Linked DNA regions of Sus scrofa: region 2 is linked to region 1. A link is a contact called in public HiChIP or PLAC-seq data. All regions are on one chromosome and are shown on one strand. Each heading gives the region's core, a stretch centred on a gene start, on an enhancer-like site or on the middle of the called end of the contact. The rest is flanking DNA. Distances are from core to core; before and after follow the strand shown.

What was found. HiChIP or PLAC-seq counts read pairs in DNA pulled down with a chosen protein or histone mark.
Region 2: an H3K27ac HiChIP or PLAC-seq map of alveolar macrophages shows a contact between it and region 1. The contact joins two enhancer-like sites. A contact is called at or near these places in 1 of 5 promoter capture datasets (fetal skeletal muscle), 3 of 47 Hi-C or Micro-C datasets (liver and skeletal muscle) and 2 of 2 datasets of contacts at active chromatin or transcription factors (alveolar macrophages and skeletal muscle).

Annotation. Positions count from the first base shown.
Region 1 is chr18:37,928,131-37,934,170 of Sscrofa11.1, forward strand. All of the region lies in intron 2 of EEPD1 (endonuclease/exonuclease/phosphatase family domain-containing protein 1), which reads right to left. Among named protein-coding and RNA genes, the nearest start is that of EEPD1, 18 kb to the right of the region's middle. Within about 2 kb of position 3,316, at least 5 of the 83 cell types and tissues checked have an H3K27ac peak or open chromatin away from gene starts, as enhancers often do. A contact at or near this core is called in alveolar macrophages, where this site is marked.
Region 2 is chr18:38,001,699-38,007,738 of Sscrofa11.1, forward strand. LOC110257555 (a long non-coding RNA gene) reads left to right here. Exons shown (of 3, transcript XR_002340333.1): 3 at 1-733. Among named protein-coding and RNA genes, the nearest start is that of EEPD1, 56 kb to the left of the region's middle. Within about 2 kb of position 3,398, at least 4 of the 83 cell types and tissues checked have an H3K27ac peak or open chromatin away from gene starts, as enhancers often do. A contact at or near this core is called in alveolar macrophages, where this site is marked.

The sequences.
Region 1 (6,040 bases), core at 2,066-4,565:
ACCCAAACTCATTCTAAAATTCTTACGGTTAGGGAATTTTTTAGTAGAGAAAACAAGGAAGGAGATTTACCTGAGCAGATGCCACGGTATCACCTACAGTAGGGTGAGGGCACAGGAGCACACAAGTAGACCATAAAATGTGAGCCATGCAGATGACAGAGGATGCTAAAGGTGGTGACACCTCAGTGGGAGGAACAAGCTGTGTGTGGAGGAGACGAGAAAAACAAAACAAAACAATTGGATCCCCACTCCACACCTACGCAAAGGCAGACTCCAGAGAGAGTGAAGACTTAAACATGAGAGGTAAGACGACACAGCGAAGAAGAGGAAAACTTAAGCGTGAACTTGGGGTGGGAGGGATTTGTTAAATAGCATCTACCTGACAGATTTAACCACAGTAAAATTAAGAATTTCTGCAAGCTGCAGCATAGGTCACAGATGCAGCTTGGATCCGGTGTTGCTGTGGTTCTGGTGTAAGCTGGAGGCTGCGGCTCCAATTTGACCCCTGGCCCAGGAACCTCCATATGCTGCAGGTGCAGCCGTAAAAAGAAAAAGAAATTAAGAATTTCTGTCATGTGCAGGGCATCCTAGGCAAAGCTAACAGAGGTGACGGAGTGGAGAAGGACTCTGCAACCTCTGAGACCAAAAAGGGGACTGGCAGCTAGAATGTGCACGAACCCTTCAAAACAAGTGGAAAAAAGGCAACTTTAAATTTTACGAAATAGGCAAAAGTTGAGATAAGCTGTCCCCAAAGAGGAAATCCAAATGGCTGAAAGCTATACGAAGGACATGGTGGCCTCACTGGTAGCAGGGACCCCGAAGCAGACTGGCTCACCATCACCTGGGGGGATGACAGGTACAGGCAGCACGCAGGCCTGCATGTGGCCAATGTCTAGGCAGTGGTCAGGAGCAAAGGGCTAGGTGGAAACCACAGAAACACAAGGTTTTTGCAGAGGAAAATATTACATTTTTCAAAGATATGTCTAAGGACATATATTTAATGCTTTGCACTAGGAATCTCTAGGAGGGGGATGAAGAAGACAAGACAATTTTTTTTTTTTTTGGGTTTCTTTAGGCCCACACCCACAGCACAGGCAGGTTCCCAGACTACAGGTTGAATGAGAGCTATAACTGCCAGCCTACACCACAGCCACAGCAACACAGGATCCGAGCCACATCTCTGACCTACACTGCAGCTTGTGACAATGCCAGATCCTTAACCCACTGAGGGAGGCCGGGATCGAACCCGCATCCTCATGGATACCAGTCAGGTTCTTAACCCACTGAGCCACAAGAGTACTTCCCAGAAAAGACAATTTTTAAAGGAAACCAAGTGGGGCCTAGCACTGACAGACGAGAGAGTGTTATAAACTGAAGAGTATGATGACTCGCCTCTCCAGAGAGGGGCTCAACAGAATGAGTGAGAAAACCTCACACCTGTCATTTCGTCTGTCTGGGGCAACTGAGGCAGAGTCCTGGAGGAGGGGCTTCTTCAAGGTCCTTTCCTGGCCCAGAGTCCTGGGATCTGCAGATACTCTCCATGAACTGTCCGAAGCTCAGCTCTCACCACAAACCCTGGCAAACTGTACATTACATTTTGGCTTTGGGGGAAAACAAGTGCTAAAGTTCCATCCAAAACACATCATTTAAATGAGAAAATCAGAGGACACCAAGTGCTTCTCAAGGACAGTGTTACAGGCCCAGGGCAGCCAGCCCGCTCCAGCCAGAGTATGTAATGAAACACATCGAATGGAATTCTCCAGGTTCCTTCCCGGATTTGGGGGGCAGGGTGAGGGTGTTTCTGTAGGACGGTGGTCACTTTTTCCCATCACAAAGCAAATACTCTACGTTAGGCTCTGGTATGATGATCCTGCGACTGAGGGGCAAGGAAGGGGGGATACAGAGTGAAAAGGGAGTCAGCCCTCCCAAGTCTCGTATTTCATCAGCTCGGACACAGGTGTGAGAACAGTCTACCCAGATCTAGATAGATGGATCTCCAAAGAAGATGTGCAAATGGCCCGTAAACCCATGAGAAGTTGCCCCATATCAGTAGCCATTGGGGCAATGCAACTAAAACCCCTAATGAGATACCACCTCAGGCCCACTAGTCTGGCTATAATAAAAAAGAAGCAATAACAAGTGTCAGAGAGACCAACTATAATGGAAAAAAAAATCATGAAAAATAGCTACAAGGACATATTGTACAACTTGGAATATAGCCAATATTTTATAACTTAAGTGGACTAGAAACTTTAAAAATTGCAAACCACTATATTGTATACCTGTAACATAAAATATTTTACAACTATACATCAATTTTTTAAAAAAGAGTACTCGCCCAATCCTGCCCCCCCCCAAATAAAAAACAAAAAAACAAACAAGCGTCAGAGAGGATGTGGAGGAACAGGAACCCTCCTATACTGCTGGTGGGAATGTGAAACAGTGTAGCCATTCTGGAAAACAGTCTGCCAGTTCCTCAGAATGTTAAAGACAGAGTTACCACATGACTTAGCGACTCTACTCTTAGGTATAAACCCAAGGGAAATGAAAATATACATCATGTAAAAACTTGTACAATAATGTTCATAGCAGCACTAGTCACTGTAGCCCCCAAGTAAAAACCACCCAGATGTCTGCCAGGTGATGATGAGATAAAGAAAATGATGTATATCTATAAGATGGAATATTATTCAACCATAAAAAAGAACTCTACATGTGACAACACAGATGAACCTAAGCAAAAGAAGCCAGACACAAAAGGCCATGTAATTATTACATAATTTCCTTTATAGGGAATGTCCAGAACAGGCAAATCCACAGAGACAGAAAGTAGATGAGCCGTTGCCTGGGGCTGAGAAGAGGGGAGGGTTTGGGTTTTGGGTTTGGAGTTTCCTTGTGGGGTGACGAAAATGTGCTGAAGTAGTGGTGATGGTGGCATGACCCTGTGAATACACCATAAACCAGTGAATTGCATATTTTGAAAGGGATGAATTGTATGGAATGGAAATCATATCTCAATTTTTAAAAAATTCCATGCCCCAAAGGCCTTAAATTCCTGACCTCACTGGATGACAAAACTGGATAATTTCCTCAAGCACCAGCTGGGTCCCACTCGAGGGAGCACCCTCTATTAAACTTGTCTCTCATACTTTCTAAATATAAAAAGGCTAGGAAAGAACTGCCCCCTTCCTTAATCTCCTGGTCCCACCTCTAGGTTTATGGATTCTCTGAGCCCAAACTCTGAACATAAAAAGAGTTTGGGCTCTGAGTAATTCTGCCTGGCTTTCAACTGCTGCTCTACACTTAGCAACCACGTGACTCAGGCAAGTTTACTTAAGTTGTTTAAGATAAGCTTCCTTATAGAGACAATAAGGTCCCTCTGTATAGCACAGGGAACAACATCCAATTTCCTGGGCTAGACCATGATGGAAAATAAAAAGAATATATATACATATATATATATATATAGACAGAGAGAGAGAGAGGGAGGGAGAGAGAGAACGAGCTGACTCACTTGGCTGTACAGTAGAAACTGGCACGACACTGCAGATCAACTAAGCTTTAATTAAAAAACAAAACAAAACCCAAAAAAGACTCTGTGTGTATAGCAAATCTACTCAATAGTCAAATCTACTCAATAGTCTCTATGGGAAAAAAGAATGGATACATGTACATGCAGAGTTGATTCACTTTGCTGTACACCTGAAACTAATGCAACACGGTACGTCAACTACACTCCAATAAAATTAGAAACAAATAGGAGTTCCCGCTGTGGCTCAGTAGGTTAAGAACCCGATCAGGATCCATGAGGATATGGGTTTGATCCCTGGCCTTGCTGGGTGGGTTAAGGATCCAGCATTGCCAAGGGCTGGGGTGTAGGCTGCAGATGTGGGTCGAACCTGGTGTTGCTGTGGCTGTGGTGTAGGCCGGCAGCTGCGGTTGGTTTCTCCAATTTGGCCCCTAGCCTGGGAACTTCCATCTGCCGTGGGTGCTGCCCTAAAAAGACAAAAAATACATTTCTTTTTTAAATAAAAAAAGAGACGTTTCCTTATGAGTAAGATAGGAATCATTCACCTACCTCACAGTAATGGTGTAAAGATTGAGTTAATGAATATAAAGGGCTGAGCAACAGCATATGGACAAAGTAAATAAGTCAATAGAAGCCAGGGGTCATCTCTCATTTCCGCAAATGCCTGAGTGTTGCGGTGCTGAAACTGGGCTGTATGTACCGTCTGGCTGTGCAGGGGGCTTCACAGAGACAATGACAACAGGACTGTGATGAGAGGGGAAACACATGCCAACGGTAGGCACCTGCAGCTGGGGTGCTTAAGAGCAAGTCAGGGAAAGCTGAACTTGAGCAGGCTTCACAGCCACCCTTCTGAATCTCCCCTTCCCTTGGTCATGCTAAAAGGCACAAAAGTTTTAAAGGGCAAAGCAAAGAACTTGGCAAAGTGGAGCTGCTGCCTTGGCAGGGTGGGTAGGGTGGGAGGGTCACTGCTGGCATTTCAGGAGAAAACCAAGGACTGGCAAGTCGGGAAGGAGAGAAGTTCAAGAGAAACCAACCGCAGCCCCTAGGAGCAGGTGCGTACTTGTGGCGGCCCAGCCAGAAAGCCGTTCCTTCTGTCCTGCAGTCCGTCACCCAAGGAACTCCACTGTATTGGCTCCAGCATTTAAACTGTTAAAGGTACTTGAAGTCATGACTGCTCTAGGAAAAACCAAGAGGAATGGGTTCCTCACAAATAGCCGAGGAGGTTCCTGGGCGATTTTTCTTCGACCGTCTTGCTGTGGCCTGAACTGTAATCCCCCCAGAGTCATATGTTGAAATCCTAACCTCCACCACTTCACTGTGTGACTGTATCTGGATGTCATGAGAGCAGCCCCAATCCAGTAAGACTGGTGTCCTTAGAAGAAAGGGAAATTTGGACACAGACAGGTACCAAGGGAAGACCATGTAAAAACACATGGAGATAACAGCTTGTCAAGGAAAGAAGCCTCAGAAGAAACCAACCCTGTAGAAACCTTGAACTTGGACTTCTAGCTTCCAGAACGGCAAGAAAATTAATTTGTTTTGTTTAAGCCACCCAATCCGTGCCACTCTGCTATGACAGCCCTAGCCAATCAATACAATCTTACCTGTAGAAACAACTGCTTTTCCTTCACTGAAGTGAAGGGCATTTGGTAGGAAGGGTGATCATTTTCCCTCTCTGTGGAAGAAGCCTCAGGGCTGGGAGGGACGTCTGTGATTCAGAAGAACTACATCCATTTAATACAGCCTTTACCAATATAATCAGTCAATAAAAATACCACCGTTGTTTTTATGAACACAGGTAACTTTATTTGACATCAGGGGCTACGGGTGACCTTGCAGTCTCATCGCTCACTCATCACCCAGTTTCTTTCTATATCTTTCTTTGGTAGATCAATGACAAGAAATTCCTGATGTTAGTACATTAGATAAATTGTTGCCAAGAGTAATATTCTGAACAAGCATCTTAGAGTCTCAGATGTTCTTCCATTTGCTCAAAAGTTTAAAGGACAGAAGCAACTTTTCATTCCAAGTTGAACCTCTAACAATATCTAACAACTCCTTGCATTTTTATTGTAAACGTTGGAGGCATCAAAACTAACACAATGCAAGTTTACAATCCATTGCCTATGGTCCTGCCTAGCATTTAACAGAGCTCAGCCTGTGAGTACTGGGATGCCATGGTCTCTCACTCGGTTTCACGGGCGTGGACATGAACTTAACCTGAGCAAAAATCAAACCTCAAGACTACATTCAGAACAGTTAAAAAAGAGGCTGCAGAGTTACAAACTTGGGAGGTGTTTTATACACCACCAAATCCAGTCTACCTGCTCATTAAGCTCCTCCTAGCTTATAATTATTCTTGAGTTTCACAAGCAGGCTACCTATGGCACTGAAGAAAATGCTAACGAGAACAGGTCTTAAGTCATACATTTTTAAAAAGCTCATTACTGGTTCACCTCCAAAAGATGCAGGAGATTTTAGGGGGGAGAACTGGGTCAATGAACTTTGAAT
Region 2 (6,040 bases), core at 2,148-4,647, 74 kb after region 1:
GCGGGGTGGGGTGTGGGTTCCACAGAATCAGCCTCCAGAAATCAGGCACTTGTCACTAGACACGCTGGCCTGGGCCCTGCAGATCACTCGGCGTTGGAGGAGACCCTCTGGTTGACCAGACGTCCTCCGTGGCTGACACGTGCTATAATGTCAGAGACGGATGGTCCTGCGGCAGCCTTTGCCTCTGGACCTCAGAGAGGGGCCTAGGCCCCTACTGCACTCATGTCACCAGACAAATGGATGTGGGGCAGGGAAGGGGGGGGTGTTTATGGTGCACTTTATGGACTAGACACTGTATGGAGTGGTTTACAGACTCTTTACAAGAACACCCGGAAGTAGGGCTTTTGTGCCCATTTCAGAGATAAGGAAACTGAGTCTCCCTCTGGTGAAGTAGCTCTGCCCAGGGACTTGGGGCATGATCTGCCAGCCCTTGAGCCCCTCACCCTTTACACTGTGCCACAGTGGCTCCTGTATTGAAGACTCCTGCAGGGGCCCCCTGACAATCTGCCATCACATGTGGTGGATGGTTCACTACTCTCAAGTTTGCAAACTTAACGGCCAGCCCGGTAGTGGGTCGAATTGGCTCCCCTCAAAAGAGATGTTCAGGCATTGAGCCACTCATTATTATAGAAACACAAATCAAAACCACTAGGAGGTATCACCTTACACCCGCCAGAATGGCCATCATCAAAAAGTCTACAAACAATAAGTATTGGAGAGGGTGTGGAGAAAAAGGAACCCTAGTACACTGTTGGTGGGATTGTAAATTGGTGTAACCACTGTGGAAAGCAGTATGGAGATTCCTCAGAAAACTAAACATAGAACTACCATCTGATCCAGCAATCCCAGCCCTGGGCATCTATCCGGAGAAAACCATGACTCGCAAAGACACATGTACCCCAATGTTCACTGCAGCACTATTTGCAATAGCCAATACATGGAAACAACCTAGCTGTCCATCAACAGAGGAGTGGATCCAGAAGATGTGGTACATATACACAATGGAATATTACTCAGCCATTAAAAAGAATGAAATACTGGCATTTTTAGCAACATGGATGGACCTAGAAATTATCATGTTGAGTGAAGTCAGCCATACAATGAGACACCAACATCAAATGTTATCACTGACATGTGGAATATAAAAAGAGGATGCAATGAACTTCTTTGCAGAACAGATGCTGACTCACAGACTTTGAAAAACTTATGGCTTCCAAAGGAGACAGGTTGGGGGGTGGGGGGATGCACTGAGGGTTTGGGATGGAAATGCTATAAAATTTGTTTGTGATGATTGTTGTACACCTATAAATGTAATAAAATCCATTAAGTAATAAAAAAAGAAAAAATTAATTAATTAATTAAAAAAAGAGAGATGTTCAAATCCTAATCCCTGCTCCCTGTGAAAATGGCTTTATTTGGAAATAGGGTCTTTGCCGAGGTAACTAAATGAAAGACTCATGATATGCTTCTGGCGTAAGGGCAGACCCTAAATCCAGTGACTGGTGTCCTTATGAGAGGAAAGGGGAAGATGTGACACAGGGAGAAGGGCATGGGAAGGTGGAGGGTGATTAGAACGCTGTGACTGCAAGTCAAGGGGTGCCCGGGATGGGCAGCAGGCACTGGAGGGTGAAGAAGGGTGTGGAATAGATTCTCCCTCAGAACCTCCAGAAGGAGCCGACCCTGCTTGTACCTTTGTTTCAGACTTGTAGCCTCAGCCCTGTGAGAGAATCAGTTTCTGTTGTTTGAAGCCATCCAGGCTGTGGCCCCTTGCTGTGGCGGCCGCCTGGACACTGATAAAGTCCTGCTCTTTGCCATAAGATTAGTACAGCTGCTTCTCTGCAGGTGTTATGGGGGTTCCAGGCACTGAGCTGAACGCACGCTAGCTCCCTGGAGCTTCCTGCTCATTCGATGAGGCAGATCCATTGTTACTCTGCTCATTAGCAGTAATAACTAAAGAGTTATTACTAATTACGACGAATGAGTAGTAATAATAGTTGTAATATAGGAGCTGGTAAGTCATCAGGTCCAAGCTGAGTGGGTGCCTGGAGGGATGGACTCTGACACAAGCAGTTAAATCTCATCCCCCAAAACTTGCACCTCTGGACAAGGATGACTGCAGTGGAAGGGGTGGCTGTCCAGGGGCGTGGAGGGCATGGATGCTCAGCCCTGGTCCCAAGGTCTGCGTAGCTTCACAGTGGCCCCAGAGTGGCAGTGGGCCAATTGTCCTGAGAGCATCCAGGGCATCCCCTCTGCCACCTCCCCACTCAGTAGACCAGAGAGGTGCAGCACTTTCTCTAAGGACACACAGCTCTCCGAGGCAGTCAGCAAGAGAGCATGGCTCCCTGGTCCTTGTATCCCAAAAATGCCCAGGGATGATGGGTTCCTCCTCCAGCGCAGCTGAAAGGATTCCAGACCAGGCACCTCCGTGGAGTGCCTGTTCTTGACCTCCGCCACCAGGCGCATCCGGAGAGGATTTAGAGCAGAAGGACCTGTAAATACCACCTACGGGTTCACCGCTCCTCACACTGACTCCCAAGTCCCCAAAGCTCCGAAAACCTGAAGCTTGGCGCATACCTAACTTGGTAGCAAAAAACCTGACCTAAATTCCTGTGCGGCTCTTTATAATCTTTATGTACTGAACTGTGGGGACTATTTCACTGCAGAAATATTAACGTGCTTCATTTCAGGGTGCCGCCCCAGACCATACTAGCACTTATGTAAGACATGACATGTATACTATAATTTCTTCCTAAAATCCAAAACATCCTGCATTTTTGTTTCTGATTTTAGAACACATCTGGCCCAAGAATTTCAGGTTAGAGAGTGGGGTCCTCTTCTAATTTCCTCAAGCCTGACTCCACCTGGGAAGAATTAGATACGGGGGACCAGCAGCAACTCGGTCTCTTACATCCAGGAGAGGATGTTTAATTCTCAAAAAGAGAAAAGAAAAAAGTTTTCATTGAATTTAAGGTAGCATTGAGGTAGAAAAATGGAACTTTTCAAGTCAGAGAGTTCTGGGTGCAAATTCGAGTTTCAAAGGTTCATGACTCTCTTGCAGCTACACAGTAACATCTGTGAAACGTCTGTAATGTGGGAGCAGTTGCAGCTAGCATACCGGGCTATGTGGATATGAGTCTGCAGTGAGTACCTAGGAGGAGAAACACTCTAACTCCATAAAGAGAGCATTCCCCCACCCCCGACTCCTTAATGAAATTCCTCCCCCGACACCGGTCAAATTGTAAATTCTCAGAAAGAAAATAACATTCCTTCCAATTCTTAGCAACAGATATTTGGGACATGGAACCGAGATTATTCTGTGTCACAATCACGCTCTGCATTTGCCAAGCTCCTGCCAGTGAGTCATCCCAGGATTTTAAAGACGCTGCCTAACTCACCCGGCACATCTGGGGACAAAGACAGGACAGAGACCAAGGGCAACGCAGGCCACCCTAAGCCTCAGCCCTGACTGCTCCCATTTGCTATTAATGGGGGAATCTGCTTTTAAATGTCCCCCTGCCCCTTTTACGTCCTCAAGGGACTCTAGAGGGGGCCAGGCCCGCAGGACATCAGGTGGGAACTGTGAAACTAGAAGACCCTGGGGATTTGCAGGGTGAGATTTCACAGGAGACTCTCCCCTGGCGCAGAGAGGGGGCCTGAGGAAATGCTGCTGCGGGGAGAAAAGGCCATCTTTTCTCTTACTCAGCTGATCTCCTTTTCTTCTCTTTGAAAATGTGGGGTCTTGTCCTTGAGCCCTATTATTGCCATTAATCCCATGGCCTCATCCAGCTAATCAGTAAAAAGCCTTTGGGGTCTTTGATTATCCAGGATCTGGTGAGAGGCGCTGGTGATTGGTGCCCCCCACTCCACCCCTGCCAACCCAGGCCCCTGCTGCCTGCCCCTCCCCAGGGACCCCCAGACTTCATACATCTTGTGGGATTTGTGACTCTGACCTTGAAGACACTCGGTCTGGGAGACAGGAGATTCAATTTGTGTTTTATCCTGAGGGATATCTGCTGCCGACAAGTCTCAAAGGAATGTTCAGACCAGGACAAACTCTTCTTTCCGTGGTTTCAAACTTCACAAGGCAGAGTAGTTCCCTGTGGTCTAGGGTAAAGGATCTGGTGCGGCGCCACAGGTCCGATCCATGGCCCGAGCATTTCCGCAAGCCACACGCACAACCCCCACAAGATATAATTAAAATCAGAGCAATCGAACTTCACAAGGTGATGCTGCAGCCGGGTTACAGGTCGGTGGGGTACGGACAGTGATGGAAGGAAAAAAGAGCATCGGGCAGGGCCGGTCCTCTTCCTTCCTTTCTGCCCCTCACACGTCAGGGTACCAGATGCTCACATCCCAGGCTGCTGGCCTGGAAGGCGGGTGAGAGGCTCGTGGGGGCTCAGAAGGATGAGCAGGAAAGGCTGGTGTAGTTTGGAGCAAAAACTACTGATGGTAATGGTATTGAACCCGTGCCCTCTCCTCCTGAGAGAGGTCAAGCACTGGGCCCACACACCCAGCAATTCCTTCACTCCCTCATTCTCTCAGCAGCTTCCAAGCCCACAGCACAGACCCGGCTTTACTGTGCTTTCATAGCTTTGCTCATGCTGCTCGAAAGGGCTCTTATTCATCCTTTAAAACCCAGACTCAAATGTCACCTCCTTGGTCCAATGTTTTACTGTCTCCTGTGTCTCACCTTGAAATGCCCTGAACACAGTGATTCCTCTTGAGCTAAAATCCACTATTTTCCTGTCTTTATTGTCCTCTAGCCTTTGAGAAAATAGATCAGGGTGTCTTACTGGTCATGGTCTGTGCACCCCCAGTCAAGGTCCAGCACAGAGAAGTGCTCGATAATGTTCATGGGTTGACAATGCAGGACTTTTTCAAGCAGATACCCTTCAAGCATGACCAATTAAATTCAATAACTGAATCGCTTTGGTGTATAGTAGAAATTAAGTCAACAATGAAAATCAACTGTACTTCAAGAAAATACTTTTTTTGTCTTTTTAGGGCTACACCTGTGGCATATGGAGGTTCCCGGGCCAGGGGTTGAATTAGAGCTGTAGCTGCCGGCCTACAGCACAGCGACAGCCACACCAGATCTGAGCCTCATCTGCAACCTACACCACAACTCATGGCAACACTGGATCCTTAACCCACTGAGCAAAGCTAGGGATCAAATCTGCATCCTCATGGATACTAGTCAGATTCCTTTCCACTGAGCCATGACAGGAACTCCAAGAAAATAAATTTTTAAAAAATAAATAAAATTTTTAAAAAGTGGTATGGGCATGGGAGGGGATGGGGAGGCAGGACAGCTGAAAGCAAAACTCTTCTGAGAGGCCTGACTCCTGGCACTTTCTTAACCAGGTGCCTGGAGGCTGTACAGTGAGGTGCTTTTGAGCGGACTGTGCAGTGGACATGATTGTGCAGTGGACACGGCAGCGTCCCATCAAGGTGCCCTAGCCCCACGCCGGCACTGTGTACCCACCAGCTCCTGAGCCTCGCTCCCAGGACTCATCCTTGTGATCCTGTTCATGGAACTGCCCTTGGGCTCCTGAGCTCCTAGAGCCAATTGGACAGCAGGTGCAGAGGGCTGCAGGCCGCTGGGCATCCTGTCCAGGGTGCGCAGACCTGACTGGTGAGGGCATGTGAACACTCAGCTCCTTTGCCTCCAAGGCAGTTTCCAAGATGTAACCCCTGTTCTAGAGCATGCTATGGGATCGGGGTCAGGCGGTGTGGGGTGGGGGACTTTGCCTGAAACAGAGCCCTTGCTGGCTTCCCTCCCCCCTCCTTACCATCCCCCCACTAGCACCGCCTTAAATCAGGGTCCTCTTCTGGGGGTGCCTGTCTGCACCTCGGCTTCCTCATTTGTAACATGGAGACTAGAAAAGTACATGTTTTTATTGTGAGGATTCAATCAAGTAATTCTGGTAAAACCCATGAGACTGGCACTCGACAAGCACATGGGTGACAGAGCTTTCATACTGAAGTTAGCACACTGGGCCTCTCAACACAATTGCTGCTCTTTCCAGTCCCTCTCCTT